Linked DNA regions of Sus scrofa: regions 1 and 3 are each linked to region 2. The links are chromatin contacts, called in public Hi-C and HiChIP or PLAC-seq maps. All regions are on one chromosome and are shown on one strand. The core of a region is the stretch at or near the end of the contact, and the rest is flanking DNA. Distances in the headings are between cores, read along the strand shown. Region 1 holds the start of TEF (thyrotroph embryonic factor). Region 2 holds the start of XPNPEP3 (probable Xaa-Pro aminopeptidase 3). Region 3 holds the start of ZC3H7B (zinc finger CCCH domain-containing protein 7B).

Region 1 (2,796 bases), core at 212-2,711, 450 kb after region 2:
ATTCCCGCTAACAACAACTGAGTTCTGTGCACAATTTAGTACTTTCGCTCAACAGGGAGTGACATGGGCACCAACCTGCCTGTAGGATAACGGATACACCAAGCCATGAACTTGTACCCATGGGTGTTAGTAAAGCTATGGTCATTACCATTTGTTGCATTTACACTAACTGGCTAACGGAAGCCTGGGAAGGTAAATCCTGCCCTATCTCCATCTGACATAAACCAAGGAGGCCTGGAGAGATGAAGCAATTGGTGGGAGGTATCAGATTCAGAAAATAACTGACATCTAATGAGCATGGCCGGGAGACCTTGATTTCTGGAGTCAGATGCCACCACCCTGGCTTGACCATCACCCAGAGTTTCTTCAAACCTCTTGCTTTCCAGGCCTGCTCAGGGGCCCAAGCGCTTTTTTCCTCCTCAGTGCCCAGCAAAGTTCTCATTATACCAGCCTGACCACTTTCAGCTAGCTGGGTGTTGCTGTCAGCACCTACCCCGTGAACCAAGGACTGGGCTCTGCCATTCCCCAGCCCGGCTACTGGAAGGCGCGAGTCACAGGCAGGATACAGGATAAACAAGCCAAAGTCCCTGCCCTGTCAGGCACGGAGAGTCTACACTGAGTTCAAGGCAGAGTATGAATTGTGCTATCAAGAGGTACAAAGTCCTGGTGCCGCTAGGAGCAGCTTCCTGAAAGGTCCCCACATCTGTGGACCCCGCTCACGTTCTCCATTTTCCCGGTTTCCTGAGGAACTCCCAGGAAGTATTTATATTTTGAGAGGCGGTGGTTCTCCCACGAGGTGTGTACTCTGTAGATTGAGTGAAGGAGTTTTATTTTTTTCCCTGTAGAAAAAGCCAAGGTCCTCAAGAGAAACAGGCTTTCAGAGCCGTTTAGGACTTTAGAGATTATCTAGCCCAACCCCGAAATTTTATGGGCGAGAAAAGAGGCTCCGGGAAGCAACTGGACTTTCCCAAGGTCACAAGCTAGTAAGTTGGGAGGACAGAAGCGTGCACTCCGGCTCCGGCTCAGGGCCGCGCCCTTCCTCTCCACCACCCCGCCCCGACCTCAAGAATGCTCCTCCACGCTCGTGTTTATTTGGCCGCCACGCCCGCGCCAGAAACCCGGGATCCGCGGGGAACCTGACACCCGCTTCAGCGGCAGCCAAGCCTGTTCCGGCTGTCCCTACGATGGGCAGGCCGCCGTCCCCGGCCCTGCCCTCAGCCAACCTCCGGGTCGGCGGGGTAAGGGCTGGGCTCTGCGTCCAGGTCCCACGACCCTGGACAGAGTCCCCGCAACCAAAAGAACCGGCCCTCCCCTCCCCGCCGCAACCCCGCACGTGCTGTGCCTCGTGCACCGCCCCGGGTCCCGCCCCCGCCCTCCATTGGCTGTTTCGCGCCCTCCACCTCTTTCCCCTCCCCCTGCAACTGGACTCGGCTGTGGCTCCACGTGACCCGCGGAGTTGGGGACGGCCGCGTGGCCCCGGGGGGCTCTCTGATAGGCTCCCCCCGCCGGCATGGCCGCTCCCAGCTCCGCCTCCCTTCAGTGGCGCGTCCGGAAAGTGGAGAGGTTGGGGTGCGAGGGGAGAGCGGTAACGGTGGTCCGAGAGGAGGAGGGGTATTATGAGCAGGGAGGCGAAGGTGAAACCTTGGGTAGAGGGGAAGGGGCTGTAGCCGAAAAGGGCCTAAGACCCTGACTCTACCAGGCGCCAATCAGGTGACACAGAGGCAGATGGGGCGGGGCCTTCGGCCCTTCTCCTCACCTGGCCCCGCACGTGTCTCGTTTATCCGGGCGGCCTAACCAATCACGGCCGGGACGGCTGTGCCTGCCCCCCTCTCAAGGCGGACCAATCCAAGGCCGCCATCCGGGGAAGCTGGCCTGGACTCATAAATAATTAATATGCCAGAGCCAGTCCGCAGGCGGGGTAGGGATGGAGGGAGGCGGGGGTGCCCCCGGGAGCCTGCGCAGTAGCCGCCCGTGTCGGCAGCTGCGGCGGGTCGCACGGCTCCGTCCCATCTCGGGGGGCGGGCGGGGGAGGCGAGGCGCGCGAGCAGAGCGCGGGGCACGATGTCCGACGCGGGCGGCGGAAAGAAGCCGCCTGTAGAGCCGCAGGCGGGGCCGGGCCCGGGGCCGGGGCGCGCAGCTGGGGAAAGGGGCCTGCCAGGCTCCTTCCCGCTGGTCCTGAAGAAGCTGATGGAGAACCCCCCGCGCGGGGCGCGCCTCGGTGAGGGGGGGGAGGGTCCGCGCGCGCCTGGGGGCGGGGTTTCTGCAAGGGCGGGGCTATGTGAGGGCGGGGCCGGGGAGGTCGGAGGTCAGGGTGAAGTGGTCCAGCAGAGGGGGATGGGACCAGGGATGACAAGGGCCCTGGAGGGCGAGACAGAGGGATTGGGAAGAGAAGGTCAGGGGCGAGTTGAGCGAGGCTGGGTCAGATAGGGGTTGGCGGGGAGGGGTCAGGAGGGAGAGGGTAGGGTGGGAGTCGGGGTGAGGAGGTTCCTTTGGGCGGCCTCGAGTGTATGCAACGCGTAGGGGTTACTGAGGAGGCTGATGGGGGTCGCAGCAGCCACTTAAATGACGCTCGAGGGCGCCTTCTCTGGAACGCCTGAATCAGGATCACTTGGGATGCTTGTTTAGAATGCCGATTCCTGGGCCTCACCTTTCACCCACTGAATCTGCGGCTCCTGGGACAGGAATCTGCATTTTTAGGAACACCCCACCCCACCTCTGTGATTCCAAAGTCCACTGAAGTTTGAGATACCCTGATAGACAGTAGCGAATTGTCTTTATATATGGGCTTTCTCTCTG
Region 2 (2,982 bases), core at 339-2,838:
GCAAAAAAATTAGTAAAATAAACAGATCATTTAGGGTAGTACCTTTTAGGGCTCACATTGTTTTGCAATGTCGCTATTTATCACTGCGCGGTGCAACTAGTATGTCACCTCTCAAAATTCCTCACGTAGTAGTGAATTTTAAAAATCACTTCGGGAAAGATTTCCCTTTCTCCCTTAAATTCCTCCACAAAACGCAGAATACTAATCTCTATTACACGCTACATATCAAAACGAATTTTTGTATTTATTCATCTGTATCCCTAAATAGATTGTACTTATACTGTTTCCTCGCTAGCATTTGGCACAACGCCTGTTCAGTTAATTCCATGCACGTAGCGACGTACTCTGGAGTTAAAGATAACAAGAACAGATCGTGTTAACACGCGGGTCCTCGAAAAATCATTTTTCTTAAAGTGCCTGAAGTGATGGTACTGCCACTAATCAGATATAAAAAGCGATTCCCAAAATGATTCTACGCCCTTAAAGTCGTTGTAAATGTAATCAAAGCTAGGTATCATTTTTACAACACTTTTAAAGACACAGTGCGTAAGGGAGTTGTTTTGTGTCACTGCGACCTAAGCAGGACACCAGATTTCAAGAAAAACAACTCCACGCGAAAGCCGAGTCTCGCAGCTCGCGCCCCTCCCCCTCACGTCTTCCGTGTCCAAGTCCCCGCAATCGCCTGCATCTCGCCCAAGACACACCCCCGGCGGCCTCCGGGGGCAAGGAACGCAGCTGGGCCTCTGCCTTCCCTGCCTCTCAACTACCTAAGCTCCCCGATCCCCCACTGGACCCTCGAGGGCGCCTAGCTTTCCCGGCCACGGAGCGAGCCACAAAGCGAAGGCGACGCCACTGGCCTCGCCACCGAGCTCCAGGCTCCGCCGCCCCGCGCCAGCTCCCGCCTAGCTCCCCCTCCGGCCGTCCCTCTTCCCACCCCCAACGGTCCTCAGGCCCGGGTCTCACCTCTCCACCCACTCCCTCAGGAAGCGCATTTCCTCGGTGTGCAGAACGCTCGGGTCCTGCTTACACATTTTCACGAAGGCTCGAAGTTCGCTCACTTTGCGGGGGTCCATGGTCCGGGCGCGGCGGGAGGCGGCGGGCTCGGCGGTGGCTGTGGCCCGATTCCAGGCCCGGGCGCTGGCTCAGCGTGGCGTAAAGGGGGCGGCTGCCGCGAGGCAGAACAGACTAGAACCTCCCCGGCCGCTGGCTCCGCCCACCCAACGGTCTCGTGACCCCGGGTCCTTCGCCCGTTCATTCCTGCTCCCTTTACCTCTGCCCTGCGCACTAGCTAGAACATTCTAGAAGTGTGGCTGTTCGTGCGGTGCCTGCCTTTGCACGCACGCATTCTTACAGCCTTAACTCAGAACCACAGCTCTGCATGGTTAAGTCCCCAGCCGTGCTTTCAAGGAGGGCAGGACCTCTCGGCCCCTGCAGGGAGCCATTTAGAACAGGACATTCTGTGAGTGTGGCCACTAAATGTAACACGACGTCATGACGCCCAAAGGGCTCTCCGGCCGGAGCAGTGGTCACAGCTCCGCACGTGACGTCAACATTGGGCGCCGCCGCGGGAGGAAAGCCCGGCGAGCGGCGCCGGCCGGAAGGGGAGGGGCGCTTGGCCGAGGTTTCCTGGCGACGCAGCCCTGCGGGGCGCCGCTTCTACGGCTGTTTTTTTTTCCTTTTCTCCCAGGTCCGTGTGCGTGGCAGTCATGCCTTGGTTGCTCTCAGCAACTAAGCTTGTTCCCGCCGTAGCAAGCGCCCGCAGCCTCTCAGGTTAGACTCACCTCCCACAGTGTCCCCTCCAAGGCTTGCTCGCTGAGAAGCCTGAGGCGCACCAGAGGGAACCACGTCGATCTCGGGAGATTCCTGGTTCGGCGGACCCTTCTCCTGCTGGGGCCTCCACTCCCAGACCCTCTGTGCGCTCCTGGGATTTCTTCTCTACCTGCTGCTTCTGGAAAAGGGTGGGCCTTGTGTTCGCTCTACCGTTGAGGTATTCGGGGAGGTTGAAATGATTGCAGAGAGAAAAGCGTGCCCTGTCTTCCCGCAGGGGCTGTCTTCACAGTAACTTGGACTCATGGAAGTTGTAGCAGGTATCACACTTGCTCAGGTGTCAAAGTGTCTCACATCGAGTGACTCTCGTTTCTATTAAGTGAACGTAAGATTGTATTTTCGTGTTTTCAAAGATTTAACAGCTCCAGAATGGACAAGAAACGAATGTTTGCTAATACAAATTCTTTTGAGTAGTTCCCTGTCAGAGATACTCGTGAGGCTTTTTATGTCTGGAAGCCTTGCTTGTTAAGGCCAGATGGAGTAGTCCGGGAATATGGGGGCCATTTTTTTAGGGTGTACTCTGTCACGAACAATTAAAGTTCTTTGCCTTTACTTGTGACTTTTGCATTTGTTGAGGCTTTGTGTAAAACGTGATTAATCAAGGTTTAGGGCAAGGTACTGTATTTGGTACACACCAAAGTATTCATAATGCTTCGTTTTGCTTCAGCAGTATAAATAACTTTAACCACCTCTTAATGTTAATATAATATACATAGATAGGCTTTTTGAATGAGTGAATGATGAATGATCCTCTTGGATCGTTGCAATTCCAATAAGTTAGAGCAAATACCATTTTACCGATGGGGAACTGAAACTAACACAGTAACAAGTAAGAAGTCAGGAATGTTAGTTGTATGATTGCCATCTAGACCTTTTGCTGTTATACCTCTACTTGGTCTTACTCTGGCTTAGTAGAGCCCTTTTGGAACTTTTTTTTGGGGGGGGGTGTCTTTTTGGAGCCACACCCATGGCATATGGAAGTTCCTAAGCTAGGGGTCTAATCAGAGCTGCAGCTGCCGGCCTATGCCACAGCCACAGCAACTCGGGATCTGATCTGCGTCTGCGACCTACACCACAGCTCACAGCAATGCTGGGTCCCTAATCCACTGAGCAAGGCCAGGGATTGACCCTTCATCCCCATGGATGCTAGTCAGA
Region 3 (3,186 bases), core at 445-2,944, 380 kb after region 2:
CAAAGCACCGTCCCCTCTGGGTGGAGTCTGCTGAGGACTTATTTACCATCTCAGGCAGCTCAGATAGTTTAAGTAGTGGATGCCAAATTCAAGAGACAGGGCAGCAGAGGGGAGGGCTGGTGTGCAGGTGAATTTACCTTAAAGAAAGGACAGTCCTTTTTTCTTTTTTTAGGGCTGCACCTGTGGCATATGGAGGTTCCCAGGCTCAGGGGGTTGAATCGTAGCTGTATCTACTGACCTACACCACAGCAACACCAGATCCGAGCTTGCGCCACAGCTCATGGCAACACCGGATCCTTAACCCACTGAGCGAGGCCAAAGATTGAACCTGTGTCCTCATGGATGCTAGTCAGATTCATTTCCACTGAGCCTCGACTAGAACTCCCCATCCTCTTTTAAGGATGTGTGTTATTCCGCTGGCAACCCAGGATGGAGGAATCACCACAATGTTTACCAGCTAGTTCACTTGAGGCAAGGTGCGGTAGTCTAGGGAGTTCCCATTGTGGCGCAGTGGAAACAAATCCAACTAGGAACCATGAGGTTGTAGGTTCGATCCCTGGCCTTTCAGCGGGTTAAGGATCTGGTGCTGCCATGAGCTGTGGTGTAGGTCACAGACACAGCTCGGATCTGGTGTTGCTATGGCTGTGGTGTAGGCCAGCGGCAAACAGCTCCGATCTGACCCCTAGCCTGGGAACCTCCATATGCCACAGGTGCAGCCCTAAAATAAACAATAAAAAAAAAATTGAAAAAAAAATCTTAGTGTAGTGAAGGGAGGAGGAGTTTGAGAAATTCTGACAGTGCAGGTGCATTTTTTTCCCCCTTTCCAAGGCTCCCTTAAAGTAGATGATGAAAAGTAGAGGACGCCATGGGAAGGATACTCTGGAGTTAGAACTGCCACCTTGGACAAGTCACCTAATCTCCAAGCCTCAGCTCTTCATCTGCACACAGGCATGCTAAAACCCACCTTCCAGGGAGTTTCCATCGTGGCACAGCGGGAACGAATCTGACTAGCATCCACGCGGATGTGGGTTTTATCCCTGGCCTCACTCAGTGGGTCAGGGATCTGGCGTTGCTGTGGCTGTGGTGTAGGCCGGCAGCTGAAGCTCTGATTCGACCCCTAGCCTGGGAACTTCCATATGCCCTGGGTGCGGCCCTGAAAAAAAAAAAAAAATCAAAACAACCCCCAAACCATCTTCCAGGATTATGGTGAGAATTAAATAAGTAAACTGAGCTAGTTTCCTGTTCTTCCCAGCATTGATCACAGTGTGTTTAAAATTTGTCTCAGCATGTATCTCCAGTTCCTAGGGTTTTGTCTGGCACAAACGTAGAAAAGAGAACATTTGTAAAAATAAATCTGCTAGGCTCACAGCAGATCTTTAATACATTAATGTACACACACACATACATATATGTACATACATGCACATATACATACATGAGTGTAAAATGAAGAGGAGCCAGAACTCTCTCAGGAATCAATGGACCAGCGGTGGGAGGGTGGGATGACACCGTATTTGGAATCTGAAGCTCTGTATTCGAATCCAACCTGGACCTGGCCAGCTCTGCGGCAGTGCCAGGGGATGCTTGGAGCTGGTTTCTCTTTCCTTGATCTCCCCTTACCTTCTGGGTCTTCTAAGCAGTCTCAAATCTTTTCGGGAAAGCCTGTACAACAGCCGAAGGCGGTCCCGATGCCTCTCTGAGCCTTCGGTCCTCGTCTTTGGACCGAAGGCAACTAGGCTTTGGGGATGCCGTCAATGAAAGCATCTGGAGACCCGGGGGCTTTTTACCCACAGGAGGCAGGGCGGAGGCGCTGCCTTAGACCAGCATCCGCCCCGAAATGCAGAATTGCCAAAAGAAAAGCCCTAAGAGGGAAGGCCACTTTCAAAGAAAATAAAGGTGCATGCCAGGCATGAGCTTGCCACGGGGAAGGGGGACTTCCCCGCCCCCTCCGCCCCCAGGTGCGCAGCCCGCGCCGCCCACCCCCGGCGCCAGGCGAGGGGAGCCGCGCTCTAGGACCCGAGGAGGAAGAACTGCAGGGAGACGGTGCCTCCAGCGGGTGCTGCCGCGAGCGGCCGGCCGAGGGGGCTGGAAATGAAAGTAAAGCGCTCCGGAGCCACATGGACGGAGCTGCCGGGGCGGCGGCGCCGGGAGCAGGATGCGGCCGCCCGTAATTAAATAGCATTTACTCTTATTATTACTAATAATAATAACGTAATCATACCTCTAGTCATAGCATACCATTTATCGGGCTCGGCGCAGGCCCGCGGGGAGCGCAGCCCGGCCGAGGTGAGTGCTGTGTGCGGCCCGAGCCCCGCGGGGCAGAGGCCGGGGCCCGACTGCGAACTGGCGGCGGGCGCGGGAGGGCTCGGGGCGCCCGGGGACCGCGCGGGGCCGGGAGGAGGCGCGGGAAAACCTTGGCCAGGCCGGAGCTGCGCGGGGCCACCCGGAAAGTGGATTTTGCGAAAATAAAGAAACAGCTCCCCAATCCCGCTTTCCTCCTTTTTGGGGCTCCCCCTCCCTGCCCCCGTGCCCTGCCCCGAAGTTTCAAAGTTATCGTGCGGCCGGGGGCACCTGCCGCTGGGTGGTTTGGCCGCCTCGGCAACCCCCCCCCGCGCGGGGGGGCTTGGAATGTTCTTGAGCGCGGTGGGGGGTTCTCTCCTTCGCGTCCGGAGCTTTGGGGTGCGCGGATACTTTGAGGGTCCCCGCTATGGGGGTCGAGGGCGTTGGCTGGGGGGGGGTCGCTGGCCGCGCGCTCCTTCCTTTTGTGTGCGCCTTGGCCCGGCAGCGCGGGGAGTTGGAGGGACCGCAGCGCGGGCCGAGGACCGCGGCCGCCGACGGGCTGCCCCTGCCGGCTGCAGCGGCCACTCGAGCCCGGGGATCCGGGGCCTGTGGCCGGGCCCCAGGGAGGGGGCAGCAGGAAAGGGGGGCGCGGTCTGAGTAGGGGGGCATTTCCGGTCGCAGGAGCGGTCCCTGGGCTGGGAGGCTAGCGAGGGGTCCGTCGTGCGGTCAGGAACGAGCTGCGAGGGACAGCTCCAGTGCCTGGGGGGCGCCCCCGGAGATGGGTGCGCGGGAGCCACCCACCCCGGCCTCAGATCCCCCTCCCGCCCTCCGCGGGCGGCAGGGACCCCTCCCGGCCCGCTCCTTCCTTTCCTTGCTTCCCCCTTCAAAACCGTCTGGCTCAGAGAT

The links. A called contact is a pair of places that touch in the nucleus more often than the background predicts. HiChIP or PLAC-seq counts read pairs in DNA pulled down with a chosen protein or histone mark.
Region 1: a contact with region 2 is called in a Hi-C map of liver, with 5 times the contacts expected there. The contact joins the promoter of TEF here to the promoter of XPNPEP3 in region 2. A contact is called at or near these places in 1 of 47 Hi-C or Micro-C datasets (liver) and 1 of 2 datasets of contacts at active chromatin or transcription factors (alveolar macrophages).
Region 3: a contact with region 2 is called in an H3K27ac HiChIP or PLAC-seq map of alveolar macrophages. The contact joins the promoter of ZC3H7B here to the promoter of XPNPEP3 in region 2. A contact is called at or near these places in 1 of 5 promoter capture datasets (liver), 1 of 47 Hi-C or Micro-C datasets (liver) and 1 of 2 datasets of contacts at active chromatin or transcription factors (alveolar macrophages).

What each region holds. Positions count from the first base shown.
Region 1 is chr5:7,133,836-7,136,631 of Sscrofa11.1, reverse strand. TEF (thyrotroph embryonic factor) reads left to right here and starts at 1,461. Exons shown (of 5, transcript XM_021091460.1): 1 at 1,461-2,218. The coding sequence starts at 2,062.
Region 2 is chr5:7,581,587-7,584,568 of Sscrofa11.1, reverse strand. It overlaps XPNPEP3 (probable Xaa-Pro aminopeptidase 3), which reads left to right and starts at 1,588. Exons shown (of 8, transcript XM_021091468.1): 1 at 1,588-1,770. The coding sequence starts at 1,707. ST13 (hsc70-interacting protein) reads right to left here and starts at 1,495. Exons shown (of 12, transcript XM_003481531.4): 1 at 964-1,495. The coding sequence starts at 1,073.
Region 3 is chr5:7,199,937-7,203,122 of Sscrofa11.1, reverse strand. ZC3H7B (zinc finger CCCH domain-containing protein 7B) reads left to right here and starts at 1,694. Exons shown (of 23, transcript XM_021091458.1): 1 at 1,694-2,286. LOC110260635 (a long non-coding RNA gene) reads right to left here and starts at 1,560. Exons shown (of 2, transcript XR_002343885.1): 1 at 1,436-1,560.